Linked DNA regions of Arachis hypogaea: region 2 is linked to region 1. A link is a contact called in public Hi-C data. All regions are on one chromosome and are shown on one strand. Each heading gives the region's core, a stretch centred on a gene start, on an enhancer-like site or on the middle of the called end of the contact. The rest is flanking DNA. Distances are from core to core; before and after follow the strand shown. Region 1 holds the start of LOC112716038 (3-ketoacyl-CoA synthase 10). Region 2 holds the start of LOC112716043.

What was found. Hi-C and Micro-C count contacts between places; a contact is called where the count stands out from the background.
Region 2: a contact with region 1 is called in a Hi-C map of an unstated tissue, with 7 times the contacts expected there. The contact joins the promoter of LOC112716043 here to the promoter of LOC112716038 in region 1. A contact is called at or near these places in 7 of 8 Hi-C or Micro-C datasets (leaf and an unstated tissue).

The regions. Positions count from the first base shown.
Region 1 is chr10:96,710,427-96,715,486 of arahy.Tifrunner.gnm2.J5K5, forward strand. It overlaps LOC112716038 (3-ketoacyl-CoA synthase 10), which reads right to left and starts at 1,630. Exons shown (of 3, transcript XM_025767875.2): 1 at 883-1,630; 2 at 1-58. The coding sequence starts at 1,296. It overlaps LOC112716039 (protein WHAT'S THIS FACTOR 1, chloroplastic), which reads right to left. Exons shown (of 3, transcript XM_025767876.3): 2 at 4,640-5,060; 3 at 3,829-4,427. The coding sequence ends at 4,714.
Region 2 is chr10:96,919,933-96,924,763 of arahy.Tifrunner.gnm2.J5K5, forward strand. LOC112716043 reads right to left here and starts at 2,076. Exons shown (of 10, transcript XM_025767883.3): 1 at 1,335-2,076; 2 at 1,050-1,232; 3 at 436-837; 4 at 191-254. The coding sequence starts at 1,979.

The DNA of each region.
Region 1 (5,060 bases), core at 380-2,879:
TCCCTTCATCAAACTTGCCTGATTTTCTTGCTAGCTCAATGAACTGCTCCCTTGACACCTTCACACACATTATTCATGCAATTTTTTATTACAATTTCTTAGATTTTAATGTCTGAAAATCTATGTTTAAAATCAACAGTAGAGTGATAAGTAGTCAATATAAGAATTAATCACCTAGATTTGTTTATATTTTCTTATCATTCAAACTATGGCACAAATAAAAATATACTTTGTCTTTATTTCTATTTTCAGCATCTGATCTTTATGTCTTAGTATATCTTGAGATAATTATACTAATCAAACAAATTTCAAAAGACATTGGTTAAGGCTTTCAATAAAATAAATACGTAAATAAGACCTTAAATATTTATTCCAAATGCAGACTTTATGTTCAAATATTAACTGATGTCCATAGTACTTTATTACGATTTTGCAAACAAATATTAAAAGTAAAAGTGTTATAATGAAAAAATATATATTTAAAAATTCTAAGGATATGTACATTTATTTATTTTAAAATCCTTCCACTTTTAATTTTGTTAGCAAAAAGACCGTCGTTAGCAAAAGCTCTATAGTTTTCTCTAATAAGTAATAAGTCCATTTAAGAATAATAGTAGTTAAATAAAAAAAAAGTATTTTAGACACACAAAATATTAATTATTATGTATTTTTGTATAATTATATATATTATTTAACTCATTTTAATATATATGTTTAATTTATTTGATAGCTAATTTTTTTTTTAACATGTACATGGTTGAAAATATAATTATTAAGCATATTCTTATTTGGTACATGATACAAATAACTAATTCAACACATATAAAAATATTATTTAACAAGCATGGTGGGTGTACGTGAAGATTGGAGAAATAAAGGTACCTTGAGGTGATCTTGAGGTTGGTAGCATGCAAAATCAACGAGGTAAATGGGGCGAGGCCTGGACATGAAGTAAACAGAGAGCGTGAAAACAAAGACGGCAAAAGAAGCCAAGACGGTAGCAAGGTCATAACGCGCATCTTCCCAAAGCTTCTTCCACAGATCCTCTTTGCTCAGACTACCAACCTCAGCACTGAACACCACAAGCAGCACCGGTATCGTCACCAAGTAAATGCCATGGTTTATCAGGTAATGGTACCCCAATTTCACGTACTTGAGGTTCACCGATTGAAGAAAATCCGGTAACCGCCGACGAACCCTAACCGAGAATGTTAACGAACCCGCGTTCGGTCCAGATGACTCAATCCCACGGTTCACTATCTCCGTTGAGAACAGATCTCGTTCGTTATTCGCCATGCCACCAGATCAAGATCAAGATCACAATGTATTTTAATATGAGTGTGTGATGGATGCCTCAAACTTAATCTATATATGTATTTATACTACTTTAGATTAGTGTTATTTCTAAGTAGTGGTATAGTACAAGATAGTGGGTGAAAACGAGTAAATGCTAGCACCTAATTGATGTGTGTGTAGTTGAGACTTTTCAACGGCCTTTAATTTCTTCATTTAATATCAGTGGGTGCATGAGTTCAATTCGTTGTGTAATATGTACTAGTAACTCCCTTTACCTTTTTTCTTGTCTCTCCGTTCTTGTGTTTTTAAAGATCAAAAAATATATAAAAAGTTTGTGAACATTGGATGATCCAGTTGGTTTTTCTCTTGTGAACAATCAATGTCACATCCAACGGCCCACCAGCTGCTCTAATGCATACAGTTGGTACAGTTTAGGTTCAATCTCTTATGAGTTTCCATCTTTATCCTTTGAAACCCTTATCATCCCAGGCCATTTCTTCTTCAAGTGCTGTGTCACAATTAAATTCTGCCATGTTATATTAGAGCACACCTTTATTATTGTTACAGCTTTTACATCTGCCATGGAGAAAATTTCCTCTTAACTTTTACCACAAGTTTTGACTCTTCCACAATAAATAATTATCATATATTATTTAAGCCAGCAAATATTTTTTTTTTCAAAGAGTGTTTCTAAATTTTTATAAGACAACAAACTAAAACCATATGGTTATAATGGTGGTAATCCAGTGCGATACAATAATGACACCAGAAAAATAGCGATGTGATGGTTAAGGGTTTAGATTGAAATTAGCCACTAATAAAAATAAGGATAATGACATTCCCTGGATATTTCATTGCAAGAAGATGCTTAATTTGAAGCAGATTTAAAAAGTGATATTTATTTAGAAAAGCTAGGTCACAAAGCTTTATTTCAGCTCAAAAAATTAAGCCTATAGCAGACCTACCACGACATATATAGATCAAGCCATTCAAATCTGGAAATGGACTATAAAATCAAGAATACTCCATGCTAGTATGCAGACGAGAATCACATGTATGTGAAAACTGAAAAGGTTGTTTCTGTGCATTAGCAATCTACCCACTTTGAACACGATTATATGATTGCAAACCGCATAACCCGGCCCGTATTCTTGTCTAATTCATGAGCATGAAAAATTACTTGTACCAAGGGATAAGATGACCTTTTCATATTAAAATTTCACATAACTTTACCAACATTTAATTTTCAATATTGAGGCTAAAAGAACTAACAGACAGAGCGCATATATAAAGGAAATACAATAAGTGTGAACAGTGACAATTTGAATCAATAAGTGCTCAAAGCAACCAAGCCATTAGCCATCAAATCATGAATTTAATCATCCATTTGCGAATTACTTTTTTTCCTTTTAGACAGCCCATTCTTGCGGATTACTTGTTAGTTGAAGTGACAAATCATAATACCTCTTGATATGTTGTACCGAGTTTAGACTAGGTTTAGCCTAATTAGTGTGGTGTGAGTTTCAGTGTATGTCAAAAAAGAAAAAGGAAATTATATTTCTCATAGAGGCTATTTTTTTAGATATTAATAAGGATTGGTACCGCAGAGACGGATTACTTTTTAAATATTTATAAAGACAATATTTAGAGAGTATATTGCATTATTTTAATATTAAAATCACAATACACAAACCATGTATTGTTTATAAATACACGAACCGCGTATTATCAGTGCAATATGTATTTTACATATCGTACTTGCACAGAATACATATTACACTTGCAGAGAACGGCACCCCCAAAACACTAATTTTTATAATATCAACATAAAATTCCATTCCCTCTTCGATATTAAAATAAAAAATCCTCTCATGGACAAAGATGAGACTAAAAGGGTTACAACTTGGGCCCAGAATGTGTCTTCAGTCCAAACTACTAACAAAAAAAAGGCCAAGAACCCATGATATTCGTGTCATATATTCCAAGAAATAGCAACAAACACTATTTTTAAATTTTAAGAGTAGACTTTCACCAAAAAAAAAAAAGAAACTTTTAAAGAGAGTAGACAAGGAAGGTGAGATCCTAAATTAGGAAATACAGTGCATTATACGCTCATTTGCTTTTGGGGAAACATCGAAGCTTCTTGCATAGACTCTCTCCCTGATAGTGACATACATTAAGAAAAGGACCAATATTAATTATGAAGTTGATAGGAGATAATGATCAAGGTTATTAAAGCCAACCTTCCAAAGTAGAACATAAGTCTCTAGCTATGCCAATATGAGTTTTGTGAAAAAGAATGCAGATAAGAAAACAGCTCTCCTAAGGAGTTGAAGAATAACTAGAGAAACCAACTAGTACCATTCTGCATATTTTCATGAATGATCAACATCTGACAACTCAAAATTGACCCACCAAAAACCAGCAAAAATTTTACTCAAACTTGTTATCACTGCTTAGCTGGGTATTTTTAGACTAGTTAAGATGTTTGTGACAACTAGAATGAGTGGATATGGTGAATCCTCAAGGCAATGAACAATAAATGTTTCCTTTTATAGTATTATGTTTTCTGTCACCACACTATTCCAGTCAATGCACAGTTTCCTTTGGAAAATCAAATACAACATGTGTGGGAAAAAAAAAATGAAAATACCATCGAGCAATGAAGAAACTTGTCTCCTCAAATGTGATTGACTCAATGATATCCGCTAACCCTCAAATCGCTTATCTGCATTGCTTCAATATATGATTGGATGTTGCATACCTAGATAAATTTTACACAAGTTCAAAATGTTTCGAGAGCTTTAACCAGATAAGGCTGAGGATTAGGGATCGTTGATAAAGACAGGATCAATGCGTTGTGATAATCAATACCCCAGCTTAAACAGGTTCAATCTCCTTTTGCAGAAAAAGTATCATCTGTTCATTGATTGAACCACACCAATCAACCATGAACCACTTTACTTTTGGCCTTTCAGGTAGGACCACAAGGTGTTTGTCTAAGCCATGCTACAGCATTGACTAGCCATGATCATAAATTGTTTCCAGCGGGTTCTGAAACAAGGTTTAATTTGTCCAGCTATATTCTCATTATCACTTGCACCTTCTTCAGATGGGCTTCATTTAAGCATCTATCAAAGAAACGAAAACAAGGACAATAATAGAGCTTAGCAACCTAACATGTTTATACTTAAATAAGTATAGGGGGTATCACAGGCCAAACTAACTTAAAAAATTTGTACCTACTATCACTAATTATTTTTCTAAAATAAAGCAGAAAATTTGACTTAAGACACAAGATATAAATGTGCTTGAAAAAATTGGATCATGTGGAATTACTTACCAGCAAATCAAAATGGAAAAACAGTACTTCAAAAAATTGGTGTGTGATGTTTACATCTGCACATTCTCTCAACCTCAAGAATTCTTAAAATTTCGATATTCACAAGCTATCTCTTCAACATCCATCTCAGAATTGTCCACAAGTAAAGGATCCTCATAATCCACGGAACCATGTTGCTCAAGCTGCACGTCCAAGTCCTCTACTTCCGAATCACTCTGCATCAAGCCAATATCGCCTTCTACTTCTACATCCGACATGTCACTGAGTATCTCAAACTTCTTCTTCCTCCCTCTATAACCAACAAGCCTCATGACTTTTTCCCTCCATAGGACCAAGGGGCATTTCTCAATCAGCTCCGCACCTTCATATGCTTCATTCAAGAACACACTAAACCTCTTCCCCCGCTCTGAGACATAGAAGA
Region 2 (4,831 bases), core at 826-3,325, 210 kb after region 1:
AACCAAGAATTGCATAACTTCAAAATCTGACTCTGACCTTAATAATCCCCTTACAAAAGCTGAACACAAGGGACTTGTTTATCAAAATGCTAACATAAAAGAAATATATTATTTCAAAATCTGTTATGAAAATAAACAGGGTTATCACGTGAAAACAAATTTGACTGTTCAGAGGCAACAGCATACTTACGGTCTAAATGGAAGTGTGTGAGAAACCAGTGAGAACAATCTCCTCTGAGATATTTGAAAGCATCCTACATAGAATAAATGTTATCAAACCCACATCAATATTCAATACATAATTTTTATTCTTTACATTCTTTTTCTTTTCCTAATTTGGCAGGTGCCATAAAACAAGATTCACAATGCCAGGGAAAATAAATTAACACAAAACCAATAGACATGCATTATCTAGAATAGTAGAATGACATTTACCACCCGAAAAGGCGTTCCAGGAATGCTACACCATTGGGGAACATCACGAAGTTTTCTATTTGTAGACGTATTTTTTGCCTTGCTTTTATGGCCAGAATCCAAGGTACTGTTTTTTGTTTCCAGCTGTTCTCCTGAAGCCGCAGGTGCTTTCTTCCCATTGCCAGCAGAGCCAGGAAAATATTCAGTAATCAATTTGTTTGTCACTGGTTTAGTTGTGCCATAAACTTTCTTTTCAGATTTTTCACGTTGCAATTTGACTTTCTGGTTTCCACTCCTTCTAGGCTCTGCAATAGCATCCTCATGTTTCTCATCTGAACGGCCAGTTCCTTTTCTAAGTTCATAAAGAGCATGCACAATCTTTTTTCTGGGACCAAGTGCAGTAATACCAATGCTTAATAGATCCTATATATTACAGAACAAGACAAGGAAACAAAAAGTTTCAAAAAATATTTTGATCTTCAACAAGAGAGTAATGCAAACAGCACTGGTTTTATATGACATTATTAGACTTGCAACTTCTTTCAAATCCAACACTTCCACAGTGACACTCTAGCAATAGTTATGAACCCAATGATTAACTATAAGATCATAGATACTAATGAATATGAGCTCACCTCTTCTTTCAGCCACTGCAAGGTGTCCCAATCAACTTCTTCCCTCACAAAAATATCTTCGTATTTCGCTAAGCCGATACTGCGCAGCCAATCAACAACCGCAGAAACATTGGCAACTTTCGGCTTCGGCTCTGGCTCCAATTGAGCACCCACTCCATCATTCTCGCCATCACGAACTGCAACCTGAGGAAACGTTTATCAACAATTAACCCTAGTACAATTCAACATCACAATTTCGCATATCAAATTGAAACGATAACAGAGAATTGAAAGGTTGTATCTTACATCTTGAGCTTGATCTTCCACTCTGTCAAGGCAATGATTGGTGTGAAGGTGTCGCTGTTCCTCACTGAAGCTAGAGATATCAACATCACACAGTGGACAAAGAACAGAACCTCCAACACCATCAACACGCGGCATCATCCTAGATCTTTCATCTTCATCTAACTCATTGCACAAATTCAGCAACAGATCGAGGTCCGAATCATCATCATCATTATCATCCAAAGGTTTTCCAGATCCGTGGCTGAGCCGCGCGTGTGGTCCCAACGCCACCAGCTTGGACTCTATCGAATTTCGGAAGTACGCGCAGTTGGTTTTCTTCTTCAGGCCCTGGGACTCCGCGGAGCACGAAGGAACGACGTCGTTTTGCTGTTGGGAATGACAAACGGTGGCACAATCTATGGTGGAAGGGATGCAATCCAAGCTGCAGTTTTCAATATTAAAGTCAGTGTCGTAAGGGGGAACGTTCTCCTTGCCGAAGTGATGTGTGGTCGTTGACTTGTGCTTGAGCTTCTTGGATGGACGGTGAGGATTGGAAGGGGCAAGTGTGGTCTGCGTAAGAGGGAGGTGGAAATCATCGTCGTCATAGTCGTGTTCGGGAAAAGAGAACTGAGCTTCAGTGTGGCAGTGGCTGCGACTCATCATCATCCCTTGAAACTTGGAAAGAGATCGATAGGAGATAAAGTCATGGAACCCCTCTTTCAAATAATTTTACAGCTTCCAAATGGAGGGAAACCTCCATCATATTTTGAAGCTGAGTCCACCAGGGCCCAATAAAGCCCACTTCATCTACTTCCCCTATTGTTAATTTACTATTATTACACATGTTAATTTTAAATTTTTATTAGACAAAACAATACAATATATATATAAATAATTTTTATAAATCGAATCGCTAGGCCAAATTTTAAATCGTAAATTGTATTCCTTTCTATCTTGCAAGAGGCGTGCTGTAAATGGACTGATGCTTACGGTCAGTGTGTTACGATTAAGGTTCAATTTAAAAATATGTTTTAGAGGTGTAGTGGTATTTATAATAGTCTTCAACATAATACTCAAATTCTTTTAGGATTATTTTGTAGCTTAATCGTCAACCTTTTAGGAGCCTTAGATTATACTTGGAGATTTTAATTATTTTTTGCATGAGGTGAAAGGTTGTCTTTTTTTCAAGTCGACGCGCATTTCAATTTGCTACTTTTTTAGGAGATAGTGCTCTATTTGACTTAAAGACTATCGGAAGACGGTTCTCTTAGTATAGGAGGATTAAAAACAACATAAAGGTGGCAAAAAGGTTTGATAAGGTTTTATAAATAGTGAATGGCTATCACTTTTTCCTGAGCCTTATACAGAAATTTTGAATAGATTGCAGTCTGATCACTGTCCTATCTTAGTGCGCTATAAAGGTCACCCTCAACGAAAAGGAATAGACCCTTCCGATTTCTGACAGCTTGGACTACTCATCCTTATTACAGAGATATTATGAAGCATTCTTGGTGGACTAGCTATAGAGGGATGCAGAACAAGCTCTCGGAGGTGTAGAAGAACTCTCTTGCATTTAATTCTACAATCTTTAGTAACATCTTTGTTAGAAAATCTGAATTGGAGCATCAAATTAACTATTATCAGAAGCATTTGGAAGTAATGGAAGACTTGGCCATGCATCAAAAAGAGCAATAGTTGATTGGAGATTATAATAACACTCTTGTACAAGAGAAGCTTCTTTGGTTTCAAAAATTCAAAGAATAGTGGGTGAAGTTCAGGGACAGAAATATCAGCTTCTTTCATGTTCAGACTCTTGTGCAATGGAAGTTTAGTAAGATTCATGGCCTCTTCCTCAAGGATGGTGTGTGGGAGATAGACCTAGAAGTTCTTATTCAGAAAGCTGAATCCTTCTATAAGAGTTTATTTTGTCAGTCGGAAAATGTTGCTTTAGGGTGTCTAGAGGATGTTCCACTCTCTTTGTTGAATGAGGAAGCTTGTCGTAATCTTATTGCGGCTGTTATTATGGAGGAAGTTAAATTAGCTATTTTTAGCATGAATTCCTTTAAGGCCCCAAGTCCAAATGGATTGCAAGCTTTCTTCTTCAAGGACTACTGGAGAATTATTGGTTCTGATGTTTGAAAAATGGTTAGAGAAGCTTTCTCTAGGAGTGCTATTGATCCAAAGATGATGGAGACTTTTCTAGTTCTTATCCCCAAGGTGGAATCACTAGTATTTATGAAGGATTTCAGATCTATTAGTCTCTATAACGTGATTTACAAGGTAATTACAAAAGTTTTTGTCAATAGACTCTGCCCTCATCTCATAGATATTGTTGGTCCTCTTTAAGGGGGGTTTATTCCAGGAAGGAGAGCACTTGACAACATTATTATTGTGCAATAAGTTCTTCATTTCATGAAGAAGACTATGTCTAAAAAAGGCACCCTAGCTTTTAAGATTGATTTGGAAAAATCTTATGACGGAGTTGATTGGAGGTTTCTGAGGTAGACCCTTGTAAAATTTGGTTTCCCTACTCCTACATTCAATCTGATTATGAGTTATGTCACTTCGTCCTCATTGTTTATTCTTTGGAATGGTGATAGACTGAATAGCTTCACTCCTAGCCATGGGCTTCGGCAAAAAGATCCTGTGTCGCCATATCTTTTTGTGTTGTGTATGGAGAGGTTATCCTGCCTGATTAATCATCAAGTTGATATGGGACGGTGAAAGTCGGTGGCTATTTCTCGAGGGGGTCCAAGAATATCCATTTAATATTTGCCAATGATTTGCTTTTCTTTTGTAAAGCAGAGAAAAGCCAAGTTCAAAATGTGATGAAAACATTGGAGAGTTTTTGTAAAGCTTCTGGGATGAAGATTAATATGGATAAGTCTAAAGCTATGTGTTCCCGGAATGTGTTCGCGACAAGAAAGGAGATCTTTATTGGGGTGTCCATCATCAGATTCATCCAGAATTTGGGTAAATATCTCGGGGTTAATCTTACTCACTCTAGGGTGATCAGAGCATCTTTCAATGGGATTTTGGACAAGATCCGAGGGAGGCTAGTCAGCTAGAAAGGGAGGTTACTCAATAGGGCGGGAAGATTGTGTCTGATCGATTCAGTAGTGGCTGCTATTCTTACTTACCACATGCAACTCTCTCTCTCTTTTCCAAAGGAACAACAAATTTGATAGCATTAATGATGAAGAACTTTTTATGAAAAGGTTAAGCTAATGGTCGAGGGATGAATCTTGTTAGTTGGAAGGTGTTGGTCATCCCAAAAAAGTTTGGAGACTTGGGGATTAGAGACCCATTTTGTGCTAATGTTGCGCTTCTTGAAAAGTTAGTTTGGCAATTCTTTCATCAACCTCATAAAAGTTTGGGTTCAATTGTTGGCGGATAAATATCGACCATCTTTGGTTGACAGTATGACTTGTTCTCAAGGAGAGGGTTCTTATGTTTGGCGGAGTCTATGTAAAATTTGGGATATTTTGCAGGATGGTTTTGTTTGGTGCATTGGGGAT